2 separate regions of the Zea mays genome follow, and region 1 is linked to region 2. The links are chromatin contacts, called in public Hi-C maps. All regions are on one chromosome and are shown on one strand. Each heading gives the region's core, a stretch centred on a gene start, on an enhancer-like site or on the middle of the called end of the contact. The rest is flanking DNA. Distances are from core to core; before and after follow the strand shown. Region 1 holds the start of LOC103641695 (peptidyl-prolyl cis-trans isomerase FKBP53). Region 2 holds the start of LOC100280029.

The links. A called contact is a pair of places that touch in the nucleus more often than the background predicts.
Region 1: a Hi-C map of leaf shows a contact between it and region 2, with 7 times the contacts expected there. The contact joins the promoter of LOC103641695 here to the promoter of LOC100280029 in region 2. A contact is called at or near these places in 3 of 25 Hi-C or Micro-C datasets (ear, leaf and tassel).

The regions. Positions count from the first base shown.
Region 1 is chr10:122,728,571-122,732,490 of Zm-B73-REFERENCE-NAM-5.0, reverse strand. LOC103641695 (peptidyl-prolyl cis-trans isomerase FKBP53) reads right to left here and starts at 2,275. Exons shown (of 12, transcript NM_001346763.1): 1 at 2,034-2,275; 2 at 1,869-1,942; 3 at 1,507-1,721; 4 at 1,252-1,354; 5 at 1,086-1,173; 6 at 1-272. The coding sequence starts at 2,049.
Region 2 is chr10:122,587,531-122,590,996 of Zm-B73-REFERENCE-NAM-5.0, reverse strand. It overlaps LOC100280029, which reads right to left and starts at 1,451. Exons shown (of 5, transcript NM_001152973.1): 1 at 587-1,451. The coding sequence starts at 767.

The DNA.
Region 1 (3,920 bases), core at 1,026-3,525, 140 kb before region 2:
AATGGCTCCACTTTTTCTTTTCAGGTCTTTGTTGCTAGTCTCCTTGTCTTTTCCCCCATTCTTGTTTGAAACAATCTCAGAACTCTTCTTTGATTCAGAAAATGATACAGGAAAACCATCTTCATCTTCACTTTCCAAGGATTCAGTAGGTGGATTTCTTGCAGCAAGCTGGAGTTGAGACTCATCACCATTTTCACGGCTTTGCTTCTTCAATCCCTTCTGCACTTCAGCAACAGCAGCCTTGTCATCCTCTTCAATTTCCTCAATAACAACTGCAAAATTCATTATGAGTAAGAAAATCCATTAAAAATATGTTGGCCAGCACCTAAGGTGTATGACTTTGGGGTAATTTTGATGCCAATGAGAAGTGAAATTCAAACTAAATGAATGCATGGTAATGAAGTATTTCTTTAATGTGACGAGATAACTTCAATGCCAATGGGACGTGCTCGAACCAACTAAACGTGAAAAGGTATAGAATAACTAAAACGTCCTGCAATAACAGCATGCATAAGTCCTGTAACATTTTAGAGTGTATTAAAAGAAGGTTCATGACACATGAAATAAGCTTCATAAGAAGTTCCACGCTGACAATTAATAATTCACAACAGCCATCTTCCATTGATATGTTTTATATACAAACTTCAAATCAATACTACATTTATTTTCATCAGTTATTCATAAAGCTATTTGCTACACACCCTTAACCAAACTTAAAATCAATATTACATTTACTCTCGTCAATTATTCAAGGGCATATGCAAGTACAATTCCCATATCATAGCTGTGGACTGTGGTTCACTGTTCTGCTTTGTAACTTTCAACCTATAACCTTACATTAACAGCGGTGATACAAAAAAGGGAAATAGCACACCTAACAATTAACCAATGGCAGTGATCCTATGAAAGGTGAAAAAACACGAGTAGAGATAGACCAAGTTCTACGGTTCAGAATAATGACCAGGGAGGCATCACAAAATACAATTGACATTCACAGAGATATCCTATGTGCATTGTTTCACAGGTCATATGACAATTGACAAGGCAAATGGGCAATGGAAGAATATGTAGTGGTAGTGCCTTACCTGAACTTTTGCCCCTACCCTGATTGTATGCCATCTCTTCATCATCAGACTCTGAATCATCATCTTCACTGTCTGAATATCCCATAACCTGTCAGTAGATACTAACATGAATTGTGCAAGAGGATAAAATTTGTGTACTGTCTGTCATCGTCTTGTGGATCATTACCATGTTACCATCATCGTCCTCCTCCAAGAAACCATCCTCATCTGAACTTTGAAGTGAATCGCTCCCAGAATCACTGTCACCCCTATCTTCCCCACACACATCACTGAGAAAAATATTTAAGGAAAAGCAGAGTCCCCAAGAACAAAGAAATCCTGCAGCAATCTACTACAAAGAAAGGTAAGCGTCTGATGCCTTCCAATAATCAATCTACAACGGAGATAGATAATAAATTGATGCTAAGACAGCAAAGGATACGTCATGTAGTATCCAGCGAGGTGGATGCTCCTTGGCCCAATCACTGAGAAGGTGACTTCCTCCTCAAATTCTAGCTCCAGGTGGCATGTCTCCGACTGCTCCGGCATGAGGACGCAAAGAAAAACGGGATCTCTGTTCTCGGCACTGCACTGTAGCACACACCTCTTCACGCCGGTAGCCTTCTCCCCCTTGCCGACCTCAACCCCTAGCGTCGCCTGCGTTGCCATTTGCCAATCCAAAGAAAATCACATTTCCCACAACCACAACACTAGATATAAGATACAACTGTAAGCCTCCTAAATACGACGTGATAAACCCGTTGGCCATCAAATTGTAAGAGGAGACATTGAGGAGAAGCGGACCTGGGTGAGGCGCAGGCGGCCGGCGAAGTCGCCATGGGTGAGAGTGTAGGGCTTCCCGGGCTTCACTTCCACACCTGCGAATCACGCAATAGTCCGGTCGGACCAACAGAATCAAGCACAATGGAAATTGGCAGCAACATCGGTAGCCCCGGAAACGATTCTTACCCCAGAACGACGACATGGTTGCGGCGGCTCGGCTAACGAATGCTTCACGCGGCGAGCGTATCAGTGGGAAGGAGCTAAAGGGGAAAGGGGTTGATATGGGTGGGGGTGTGGAACAGTCGAAGCTTCGAGGAGGTAGAGGAAGAGGCGATCGGGCGGGGAGCGGAGGAGGGAGCGGAGCGTAGCGCCGCGCGAGAAACCCTAAACTGGGGTTTAGGGATGCGCCGGCGGAGGCAAGTGGGGAATGGGGGGGTGTGAAGTGTGAGGCTCTTGTAACGTCTACTATACCTTTTGTTTCAGTGTATGCCTGAGCACTTTGAATTGGGCCGGTTGGCACGTTAAGGCCCGTTTTGGACGATAAATGCTTCGCCACTCTACAAAGCTCGTTTTGTGTACACGCAACTGCGTGAAAATTTGATCAGTTCCGAACTGGAAAAGTGGAAAGTTTCTGTCTGTATGGTTGCACATCTATCCGTGATCAATTTAGGTCTCTTTTGATTAATTTTAGGGGAAAATGAAAAGCGTAGGATTCTCGTTCTTGTGCATGAGTTATCGTGATGTCATTTAGGAACATGAACAACATACTATTGAGTCAATTTATCAAAGTCATTCCAGCACTTGGACCTTTTCTTCATGTTGCTACCACTAGCATCAGGATCAGCAGCCTAATCAGGATTAGGGACTGCGCTGGCGGGCTTGTGGATTCGGTGCCGGTGCCAATTTGAGAGCCGGCAACACTATCAACCTCAATAGAATCTTCATGGGTGTCACCAAACCCCAGAAAGTACCTAGTATCCTGCGCCTCATTGTGGTCCTCAAGCTGACGCTCCTCCTCTGTAGTCGTGACCCTGACTTCGACCAAGAGCCCGAGGAGCTTTAAACCGGCTAGAACTGCCGCCTCTGGTTCCTCAACGACTGCAATGCACCAAAAATACAATTAAACTAAATTATACAAAGAGGATGGATGCACATTAGATGAGTAGAGATGGACCTTTCAAAGCCGGAGCATCAGAGACGACGACAAAGAGGCTGATTGCTAGCTAGGAGGATTATTGTGCTTAAGTACAAATGTACAATGCTGGTTACCATAGACCTCGACAATACCGGCTCTGGTTCTCCTAGTCGGGCCGCCCTGAGCCACAGCCGTGCCGCGCCGTCGCAGCTTCCGCTCGCAGCAGCTCCCAGTCGTGCCGCGGTGGCGAGCTCGCGCTGCCGCACGATGGGCAAGAGCGGGCGGTCGGTGATGTCTTCCTGCAGGGTGGCGAGTCGGTCCGACAGGGCGTTCTCCTGGTGCACCGTCCGGCTGTGGAGGTCGTTGATGAGAGCACCTAGAGAGGGGTGAATAGGTGATCCTATGTAACTTGAAACTTAAGCCACAAAAAATTTGGTTAAGCGTTAGCACAATAATCGCCAAGTGGCTAGAGAGGAGTCTCAACAAAACACAATAACCACAAGAGATCAATCACAGAGATGGCACGGTGGTTATCCCGTGGTTCGGCCAAGACCAACGCTTGCCTACTCCACGTTGTGGCGTCCCAACGGACGAGGGTTGCAATCAACCCCTCTCAAGCGGTCCAAAGACCCATTTGAATACCACGGTGTTTTGCTTGCTTTTCTTTATCCCGTTCGCGAGGAATCTCCACAACTTGGAGCCTCTCGCCCTTACACTTGAAGTTCACAAAGAAGCACGGAGTAAGGGAGGGATTAGCAACTCACACAAGACACAAAGATCACAGCAAATACGCACACTCAAGACCCAGACTTAAGCTCAAAAAACTAGCACACTAGAACTGAGCTTAAATCACTAGAATGTTGAACAAGTGCGCAAGAATGGAGTGTGAGTGATCAAGAGTGCTCAGGGAATGCTTGGTTTTCTCCTCCATGCGCCTA
Region 2 (3,466 bases), core at 202-2,701:
AAATTAATAGAAATATCAATCAATCATAGTGTCATCAGCTTGCCAAATCGCTGAGGGTCTACAGTCATAGGACAGACAATTTAAATTAGGTTTCTATTGAGGTATAAAATTCATCAACTAATTCAGAGGGAGCTCATGCACTTGGAGATTGAAGAACACACCAAAGTTGCCTTACAATTAGGCTGGTCCAAACACAGAATTTAAATATTTCATAATCAAGTCTATCCAACCGAAGGGCAGGTCTGGTGCAGGGGTGAGAGTTGTCTCACTGAGTCACCAGGTCGCAGGTTTGCAGCAGCCTCTCCGTATTTACGGAGGGAAGGCTTGCCTCGGTTTATCCCTTCCCCAAACCCCACTCATGTGGGAACCTCCAACACAAGGTTTGCCCTTTTTTAATCAAGTCTATTCTCTATTGCTCCAAATGCAAGCTTCAGGTACAAATGTAACACACATGAGAGGGTCCAATAAACCATAATTCTGTACAATGTACATAGCATTAAGTTTGCACAAATAATTGCCAAAAACATTTGGAACCAAACAGATCATGGGACCTAACAACCTTTAACAACGCTTAGTATGAACGCACCAGAACTCTGCCTCCATATTCCACGAGGCACAACCAACTCCAGGTAAGATTTCCTCATTTCCATCAACAAACATAAGACAATCCCATTCAGTACAGACACATGGTAGCATTCAGATATTGGCACAAACCGTACACACACACACAAAAATATGTATCTATCTGCATAAACAGATAAACCCATGAAAGTTTTCACAAAGTTGAAGGAAGTCAGTCAGTCACAAGATAAAATTTGACTGAGTTACAGGAAAAATAGTATCTTTCGCCAAAACCAAATGAGTTGTATTAAATATGGATAACTGCGTAACCAGTAAGAGCCTTCCCTCTTCTCCTACTAACAACTGCTACAAGGATTTGCAGAGTCACATAATAATGTGCATGCTTTTGATCCGAACCCACTCACAGAAGGCAATCGTCGGTACGAAATTCGCACAATGACTTAGAGTCACGGCTTCCACAAGCAGAAAACTAGGCCAGTGGGATCTACGACCCCCCTAAAAATCAAATCTAAGCGCATCGGCTCCTACGGACCAATATCAGCATCTAGGAAACTAGACAAGCTCAGAAGGCGATCTCATAAACTCACTGTCCAAGAAGCCGGCGAGGGAGGTGGAGAGGAGGATGTCGTCGGGCGCGGACCAAGACATCTCGCGGATCCCAAATCCGGCTGCAGAAACCGGAGCTGATGGCCTCAACCCGCCGCGGATGGGATCGGAGATGCTTCTACAGCTTGGAACCAAGCTGCTTAGCGGGGCCCCGAGGGAGAACCACTGCTAGGGTTCGCGTGGGAGTGGAGTGCTCTCGCGTGACGGAAGCAGGGAGGAGCAGAGTTTGGTAGTTGAGCAGATCGAAAGGGTTTGGGTACTTGATACGCGGCCACGCGGGGAACCGAGGAGATCCTAATCCTTTTAGGCTTGCGTTTTTCTTATTTCAAACAACCAGATATTCGAAATATTGATGGACAAATGAGCTGTGTGCCTGTATCTTGTGGACCCGTCTAATACATAGCTTATTTAATAGTGTTGCAAAAAATCGTGGTCCGGCGCAACACGATTTATATTGGGTTTGTACTGACCCGGTAGGAGAGTTATGTTGTGCTTAGGCTGCTGTCATATAGTAATATTTTTTTATTTTTAAAATGATGTGTATATATAGCGGTAATTGTGTTGACTACCCTACTTTGTGACAGCACCGTAGATTTACCCCTCTTTTTTATGGTTTGTGCTAGTGCCGTTGTTTTTTGAAAATAAAGGTACCATTTGCCCCTATTTCGTTAACACTACTTAATGGTGTTACATCTTAAAGAAGAAGACCAATCTACCCTTACATATATGCCCCTCTTTAGTACTGATGCATGTATTGTTTGAACATAATTTAGAACTAGTTAATGGCACGTGCCAGCGTGCGTGGAAATTAAATACTTATTTATGACTTAATCGTAGATACGGGACAATATATTATACATTCTCTTTAAGGGGGAAAATGTTTCATTTCCCTTCTAACAATAGAAAAAAAATTGGAAACTAATGATGAGAAGAAGAAATAGAAAAATCAATATATAATTAGAAGTTCTAAACCTTTATGAATGTTAATACAGGTAAACAGTTATTACCTCTAAGAATCAACTGATGTTGATTTAGAACTTGCTTATTATGTTGTTGTGCTAAATTTGTATTTCTATGTGAATCTACAATATATATTGTTACTCCAAGGTCAGCGGTAGGGATTGGTGCAACGGTCTCTATCTATGATCCTCATCAGTTATGGGCAATAAATCCGAGGCGGAGGCATGATTGGAGGTTCCATGCATTATTGACCGCCTTTTATCTTGGTTAGTCATAGCCTCAATATTAGAGTCGTCTTTCATGTCCTACGAAGGCCACCCTTCTTAGAATTATGGAGGCAAATGCATGTAGGCTTTGAGTGGTGTAACATTAGATAAACACATGCATATTGTACACAAAATCTATATATGGGTTAAACGAGGCCCACATATAATATAATCCTTATTAGAATTATGAAGGCGGATGTAGATATACTTTGAATGATATAACATTAGATAAACACATGCATAGTACACACAATTCCAAAATGGACCCAAACCAAAAAGCTAGCAGCATCGTAATAGAATAAAGTAATATATGCATAGGTAGTGAGAATAAACATAGTACTTGTCAGTGCTTTGACCCGAGTGTCCTAATCAACAAGTGAGTTTGTGATGTGTGTCCCTATTCAGATGTGTAATGCAAAAAGACACGAGATTTATCGTGGTTCAGGCAAGAGAAGGCCCTACTTCCAGCGAGGGGATGAGACTTATATTATCTTGCACGTAGGTGCTCATATTAGGGGATACAAGCTAGTTGAGAGATGAAGCAGGTCCCAAGTCTCTAGTTGTGATTGAGGTCGATGCCAATATCAGGAGTGGAGTGAGCGGTCAAGTGTTTTGTGATGAGAACAGTGGCTTGGTGGTAGACTTGTCGAAGCAATAGAGCTCGAAGGTTGTAGCCTTGGCTGTTGGTGTTGGACATGTTCTGGGATATAGGGAAAATGATACAAATATGTATGGAAGACCTCTTTCGGCTGATTCTGTCGTGCTTCGACAAGCTCATTCTGCTTTTGTATAGCCACTTGGCAACTTTTCATAGTATGACCTTTGTTCTCATAGAAAAGACAAAACAACTTTCTTGGTTGTGCATTGAATCCAGGGTTTACTCTATCGATAGGTGAAAATATTAGAGGTCAGTGATAAACAGGATTATCAGGTTCATCAGATTTCCATCGGCGATAAGTAAATTTTTTCGGTACAAATTTGAAAAATGCTAGTTTATCTACAATATCATGTAGACTGTATCTAGACATTTAACAAAATAAAACAACACATTA